2 separate regions of the Mustela erminea genome follow, and region 2 is linked to region 1. A link is a contact called in public Hi-C data. All regions are on one chromosome and are shown on one strand. The core of a region is the stretch at or near the end of the contact, and the rest is flanking DNA. Distances in the headings are between cores, read along the strand shown. Region 1 holds the start of CEP57L1 (centrosomal protein CEP57L1). Region 2 holds the start of FOXO3 (forkhead box protein O3).

The links. Hi-C and Micro-C count contacts between places; a contact is called where the count stands out from the background.
Region 2: a contact with region 1 is called in a Hi-C map of spleen, with 4 times the contacts expected there. The contact joins the promoter of FOXO3 here to the promoter of CEP57L1 in region 1. A contact is called at or near these places in 2 of 3 Hi-C or Micro-C datasets (fibroblasts and spleen).

The regions. Positions count from the first base shown.
Region 1 is chr4:23,046,634-23,050,150 of mMusErm1.Pri, forward strand. CEP57L1 (centrosomal protein CEP57L1) reads right to left here and starts at 2,267. Exons shown (of 11, transcript XM_032338862.1): 1 at 2,166-2,267. The coding sequence starts at 2,198. SESN1 (sestrin-1) reads left to right here and starts at 3,006. Exons shown (of 11, transcript XM_032338860.1): 1 at 3,006-3,466.
Region 2 is chr4:23,583,074-23,586,762 of mMusErm1.Pri, forward strand. It overlaps FOXO3 (forkhead box protein O3), which reads right to left and starts at 2,002. Exons shown (of 4, transcript XM_032338879.1): 1 at 1,848-2,002; 2 at 973-1,718. The coding sequence starts at 1,590.

The DNA.
Region 1 (3,517 bases), core at 1,017-3,516:
TTTCCCATTACATAGCAGATACTTAAAAGATGTTTGTTGAGTGTATAAATGGATGAAGGGAATATGAGAACCAGTGACCGAAGAAAGATCTGTATGGCTGAAGCAGAGATAGATGTAGAGTAGTAGGTATAATATTAGGTGAGGCTGGAGAGGTGGAAAGGGACAGAATGATATTATGCTTTACAAAGAAGTTTTGCCTAAGAATAGTGAGATAGCAATGAATGATTTTAAGTGAAAAGTCTAGTCAAATTTGCATTTCAAAAAGATCATTGTGACTCCAGTGTGGAGAAAGGCCAGAGTGAATTATCCCTATTGCAACGATCTAGGCAACACACTATGGCAGTTTGGAAAAGACTGTGCTTGTGCAGACTGTGGGAAAAGGGTGGATTTGGAGGTTATCTGGGAGATGAGATTGAAGGGACTTGGTAATAATTGGCTATAAAGGCATGAAGGACAGGAAGAAATCAATAATGTGTAGTTTTCAAATTTTCACAAGTAGATGGTAGGATCATTAACTGAAATAGTTAACACTGAAAAAGAATCAGACTCATTAAAGATAACCATCCATTTGGTTTTAGGCATGTTGAACTTGAGAGGCTTCTGAGGTATCAAACAAGAAATATCAAGGAAATGGGTATATGAAAACTGGAAAGGTAAAGGAGGATAGAGCTATACATTTAAAAGTCATAGGTGGTAGTGAAACCATGGATTTGGAAGGGATCATATTCAACTATGTGATAAGGGGACCGAGATTTGAGAAACTACCCTACTCTTTGTGCATTGGCCAAAGGAGGACGAGCCCAAAAAAAGACGAAAAAAAGAATGTCGTTTTTATTTTTTGAAATCATATTCATAAGAACTTCTCATTTAAAAAAAAAATCTGATTTAAATCAGTAGCAGAATTTAAACCAGTAGCATAGAATGTAGACCATACCCAAGGCCTTCCGAATTACACCAATTCATCAAAACTTATCTGTTCAAGGACATGTCACTTTCAGAAACTATCTGGAAAATTCACAGTACTTGTCTCCTCACAGCTACAGAATACATCAGTAGATAAAAAGTCATCCCTCCCCAAATATGGGTGATTTGGCTTATTTTGGTTTCCTGAAAGTTTCATACCTCTCTCACTTCTAGGCTTCACCCTATGCTGTCCCTTTAGCCTTCACCCTATGCTGTCGCTTTAGCCCTCTTTTCCCAGGATGAAGATTTCCCTGGTGAAATCCTAGCCATGCCAGATAGCCAGATATCATATTGTACTAAAACTGTGCATTTAACCATTAGGTTATGTAACTAGATAGGGACTGTCTTTGCCACTGTTGTGTACTCAGTACCTCACAGGGCTAAATTTTCATCTTTTTCATTTTTTAATTTATTTTATTTTTTAAAAGTTTTTATTTAAGTAATTTCTATATCCAGCATGGGGCTGGAACTCACCCCCCGGGGGATCAAAAGTTGCATGCTCTTTGCACTGAGCCACCCAAGCGCCCCAGGGCTCAATTTTTAGAAAAAAATCTCTTCCGCAATGTGAAGAATTAAAATCGAATTTGGTTCTCGGTCCATTGACTACCTTGACTTTTCTCAAGAGGAATGACTTTTCAAAACCAAACAGTAGTTTTCAAACAAATGAATCTTCTAAATGTACTAAGTTTTGGAAATTTTTATAGGTCTTTTTTCATGCAGTATCTCTGCAAACATTCATTATCTAGGAATACTGGGGCTTCTTTCCCCCTTACTCTCATACAAAATGGATTTTAAAACTCGCTTTCAAAGCCTTGCCTGGGATTTCATTCTACTGAGCGCATACAACACAAAACACCCCTATGAAATGGCAAACAAAAGTGCAATGCACAGGGATACCTAATCCCTCGCGAGCGAGTCCACCTCAAAGGGCTAAGCGGAAGCCGCAGCAAGACGCACCGGTTTCTACAGCATCCCTCTTGCCCGGCCTTTTGCTGCTTTCTAAGCCCCTTGGGGTCCCGATCATTCCTCGCGCCTTCATATGCCCTCGGCCTTGGGCACCCAGACTACTCCTTCCCAGGCAGATTACTGGACACTACCCCTGGACTAAGGAGGACAGCTCTAGATAGCCTGGTCTCCAAAATACCTGAGGAAACGGGAGAAGGAAAAAATCCTGTCAAAGAAAAATTGGCAGCCAAACCTACAGTGCTCACCAAATCGACGCTCTCAACCTCCATCCGCGCTAACCGTTGGCTCGAAGGCCGCTACAGGCGACGTCGCAGTGGCTCCTGGGGACTGTAGTTACAGAACGCGTCTGTACATCAAAACTACATTTCCCAGAAGTCAATGCGAGGACGCCCTGCCCTCTTAAATCTCGGATTTGGCGTAATAATGAGACTGTCACTATTTTCAGACTAATTTTAAATTTAGATTCAATTTCTTCCAGATGTGTGTTTACGCCCTCTTTCTTTGCCGTGCTTGTCTTGTCTGTAACGGTTTCAGTGTACTTCAACTCCTTACTCTTCTCTCCCCTTCTCCAACCGGGAGAATCCCAACGTCAGAGGACGAGAAACGCCACCGACGCAAAAATGCCCCTTAGGCGCATGCTCCCTGCTCTCGTCACGCATGCGCAGCAGCCAGCAGCAGTTGGCGGCCGCTCGCGGACTTGGGGTCTGGAGGTAGCCGGCTGGAGGGCGGGGCTTTTTCCAATGGCTTTGCCTCCGCGGGTCGCGTCTGCTTGGGCGGGGAAGAGGGCGCTGGGGCAGGGGCGGCTCCTGGATTATGTCGGGCGGAGAAAGGGGAGGGGCTGGGGGGTGAGGACCCCATCTTCCCTCCCTGCTCCCGCCCTCTGGGCCGAGCCCCACCGATGGGGCTGGGCGAAGGGGCGGGCTCTGCGCCTCTCGCCTGGCTTCTCCGCCAGCTCCGCGGCCCGGCCCCGCTTTTGGGGATTGCGGCCCAGCCCTGTGCCCGTCAGGTTTAGTGGGCGGTGGGCGAGGACGCAGGTATAGGAAAAGAAAAGGCGTCTGCTCGGGGATCCGGAATCTTGGGGCCGGAGACACTTTCCTCCAACGCTGCAGCCGGGACAGCGGCTGCCAGAGGCGGCCGCCCCCAACGAGCGACTGGGTCTCCGGCCGCGGCAGCCAGTGAGCAAGGATTTGGCGAGATTTCCCCACCAGCTCCCGGCGGCAGCTGAGGGGTAGGGAGGAGCTGCAGGGGGCGGGGACTGGTGCCGGAGGAGGGGCGGGGTGGGAATGTTCCTGAGAACCCGGTGGCTGCCCAGACAAAAAACCCCGAATGGCTGGAGCGCCTTCAACTGTTACCAGCCTTTTTGGGCAGAGCACGGATTTGACAGCTCCACAACGTGAGGATATCCGCTGACCCCGCGAGACGGAGGAGAGCACTTCCCCGGGACTGCCTGTGCAGCAGAGCCAGCGCTTTCGGGTTTCAACTTTCCAACTTTTTTTTTAGTCTCTGACAAGAAGACTGCCCCTTCATGTAGGAGAGGGTGAGTTCTGTCTCGCAGATTGGTTGAAAGCAATTAATATAAAAGACACTT
Region 2 (3,689 bases), core at 752-3,251, 540 kb after region 1:
GGAAGTCATTACATCATAGGCCTTTCCACACCTCTCTCCCTACCACGTGTCCAGTGCCCCAAGAGGCTGAAAAGGAACAGTAGGGAGCCTCTCTTCTGGTTCACTTGTAGGTAGAAGCCATTATGGCCCAGCCCTGACACCACACCTCCCTGCCAAGGGCCGAGGTGAAGCTCCAGGCCTCGGTCCTCCAGACCTGGATCCGGCCTCAAACCTCGCCAGAGTCCAAGCCTCAAGGAGAGCAGCAGGTGTGGCTGGTCCGCCCGGAGGCCGCAGGGCTGGCCCGCTCCAGGGCTCAGAACATCTCAAGTTCGGGGGCAGGCTTACTGGAGAAACATCTCTAAGGAATAAAGGTGTCAACACAGGCAAGTAAAGACATTCTGCCAAGAAAAGGTTTACAAGCACTGCTTTTTCTAGTGGGATCGGTGTGCCTGTGGGAACTAACACCCACAAGCCAGAAACTTCGACGCAAGGGTTTTCACCCAGCTAGTGACAACGACATGCTCTGTAACCGACTGGAAACCACAAATCCAACCCCTCCTCCGGGTACCAAGTCCCAAGCACACCCCCACATCCTCTCACTGCACCCGCAAAGCCCTTCCCGCATCCCCACTACGGCTGATTTCTACTTCGAAGTTGGCCGAAGACCTACCTCGTCTGTGTCGTCCCGGGAATCCAGCAAACGCACTCCCGTCCGCCAGTCCTTCCCTCGCCGGTATCCCTCGCCCCCTCTCCTCACCTGCCCATGCCCGAGGCTTCGTCGGAAGCCTCCTTTCCCCGCCCTACCCTCCGCGGCCGACCCCAGGTTCCCCTCCTCTGGGGGTCACAGAGATCCCCGGAAACCTCACAGCGGAGGCTCTCGGTGCCAACCCTTCTCCCCAGCGCCCGCAGGCGCGCTCCAATGAATCGAAGGCGCGTCTCGCACTGCGCAGGAGGCCCGGCGGGTCCGGCCGCCCGCCCGAGGTGGGTACGCACCTTCCACCCCGCAGAGCTGTTGCTGTCACCCTTATCCTTGAAGTAGGGCACGCAGCGCACCATCCACTCGTAGATCTGGGACAGAGTGAGCCGTTTGTCCGGCGAGCTCTCGATGGCGCGAGTGATCAGGTCGGCGTAGGACAGGTTCCCCCAGGCGTTCCGCCGCGACGAGCATTTCCTCGGCTGCCCTGAGCCCCCAGCCGCCCCCGGCTGCGGCGGCGGCAGTGGCTGCTGAGGCTGCAGCGACGTCTGCGTCCCCCCGCTCAGCGCGCCTGCCGCGGGGGCTGGCCCGGAGCCGGGGTCCTGCCCTCCGGGAGCCAGCAACCGGGCCGAGTCTTCAAGGAGCAGCCCGGAGCCTAGCGCGCCGCTCCCGCCGCCGCCGATCGCCATGGCCGAACCGGCCCTACCGCTGCCGTCCTCGTCGTCTTCATCGTCCTCCTCTTCGGGGATCATGGAATCGGCGGCCGTCTCCCCCGAGGGTTTGGCCGGGCTCCCCTGGAGCTCTGGCCTCTGCAGGGGCCACGTACAGGAGCGCGGCCGGCTCTGGGGTTCGAACTCCGGGTCCAGCTCCACTTCGAGCGGAGAGAGCGGGGCCGGGGAGGCCGGTGCCTCTGCCATCTTCGCCGCCCGCCCGCGGCTCGGGCTCTCGCGCTCTCCTCTCGCGCCGGGGCGGGGTGCGGCGGGGGAGGGACGGGGGCGCCGCGAAGGCTCGGGCTCCCAGGAGTCGCTGCCGCTACTGCCGCCGCCTGGGGAAGCACGAGAGAAGAGAGAAGGAGAGTTGGTTATCCCGGGCTGGAGCCCAGTCCTCCGCGACTCCGCGCCCGCCGCCGCCGCTTCTCGGCCGCACGGCGCCCGCCTCCCAGAAACAGGCAGACCTGGAGACGTGCGTCCCGCGAACCTGGCGCCGCAGACACCGCCCCCTGGCCTGGCCTCGGGGGAGCCGGGAGCGAATCGACGGGCTCGCACGGGGCAGCCCCCTCCCCCCGCCACCGGGGCCGCCCGATCTGCAGGTCCCTCCTGGGCTAGGTGGCTGGGCGGGGAAGAAGGGGGAGGGGCGGGGGCGGGGGGGAGGGGCGCGAGCCGCGCCTTTAAAGCGGGCAGCGGCCAGAGCTGGCGCAGCCGAGCCGCGGTCGGAGCCCAGGCGGGCGTGCGTTTGTTTATGTTTCGCTCGGGCCCGCTCAAGTGCCTCCCGCGGCGCCGCAGCCAAAGTCTGTGGCGTCTTCCGCTCTTCTGCTGGTCCCCGGCCCTGCCGCCTCCGCGCCCCCTTGTACCCCCTTCTCCCCGCCGAGGGGCCCGAGTCCGGGGACAGCGCGGGCAGCCCCCTTCTCCCCTCTTCGCCCGCGGGCCAGGAGGACGAACGTAGGTCCGAGCGCGGACGGGCTCCTGTCACTTCCAGAAAAAAGACGGGAAGCAGGGGGGCAACCAGCGCGGCGGGTGTTTGCAAAGGGCCGAGCCAAGCAGGCACGACCACTTTGGGGGTCTGTATGGTTTATGTGCCCGCAGGCGCTGCACCCTCCACCCCCTTCCCAGGAAAGGACGGGGGGAGGGGGCAAGTCGGAACATAAATCTTCCAACAGGTCAGGAAGCGCCAAGTCTCCCGGGCTACCAGAAAACCCGGACCAGCACGTTCATCACCTCCTTGCTCCCGCTGCTGCCATCTTGACAGTTTTCCCCCCTTCACTCAAGTCCTTTAAAAATACTAACGGGAGGGAAGGGGGGCGCGCACACCGAGTCACGGGGAGGGAAAAGGGAAGCGCCTGGCCCAGCTCGGAAGCAGATCCGGAGTCACCGGGAAGGCGACCGCCCCGCTGCACAGCTCCGGCGCCTACCTCAGTTCCTTCCCTTCAGGGACGAGGGGGGAGGACGCACAATTCTGCGCGGACCCGGGGCACCGCGAGGAGGGGGCGCGCAGCCTCCGCGAAGGAGAGGCGCTCCGGCCGCCGCCGCAGCCCGCCTGAGGAAACGCCTGTCAGCCTGCGCGCCGCCGCCTTCCACATTCCTCCTCCTCCCTTCCACGAGCAGGGCGGCCGCGGCCGCAGCACAAAGTTATAGACACACGCAGGGTGCCTCAACCTAGGCTGACGGCGGGCGGGCGGGCGGGTCCCCGCCCAGGGGGAGGGCTGGGCGGCAGGCCCGGGTGTGCTGTGTGCGTGCGTGTGTGTGTGTGCGTGTGTGTGTGTGTGTGTCTATGTGGGCTCGCTCGCGCGCGCGCCTGCGCCGCCGGGCTCCGCGGGACTGCGGGCGTGGGTGTCAGGGAGCGCGCGGCGGCCCGGGACCGGGCGGGCTCCCGCAGCCGTCCCCGCCGGGCTCCCCCTCCCTCCCGAGGGCCTCGACGACAACAAAGCGCGGCGCTGGCCTAAGAGAAGAGGGAGGGGGAGAGCGGAGACCCTAACGCTCCACGAGCGCAGTCGCGTGGCCTCTCAGACTCCGGGCAGGGCGCCTGGTACCCGGGGTCCCCGGCGGGCGCGTCCGTCCCCCGGGCTCTGGGCCCGCCCTGGTGTCCGGTTCCCAGTTAGAATCGGACACCAGGTAACACGCGAGATAAGATGCTGACCGCGGATCGCAGAGATTACCACGGCGTGGAAATACAAGCGAAAATGTTGGTGCCTTACAGGACTTCGATACACTGATGCCTTCAGATTTGATCGAGCACCGAGAGGTCTGCAGCCGAGTCTCTTACCTAGGACGCCCGACGCAGTGGCTCACTCTCCAGGGAT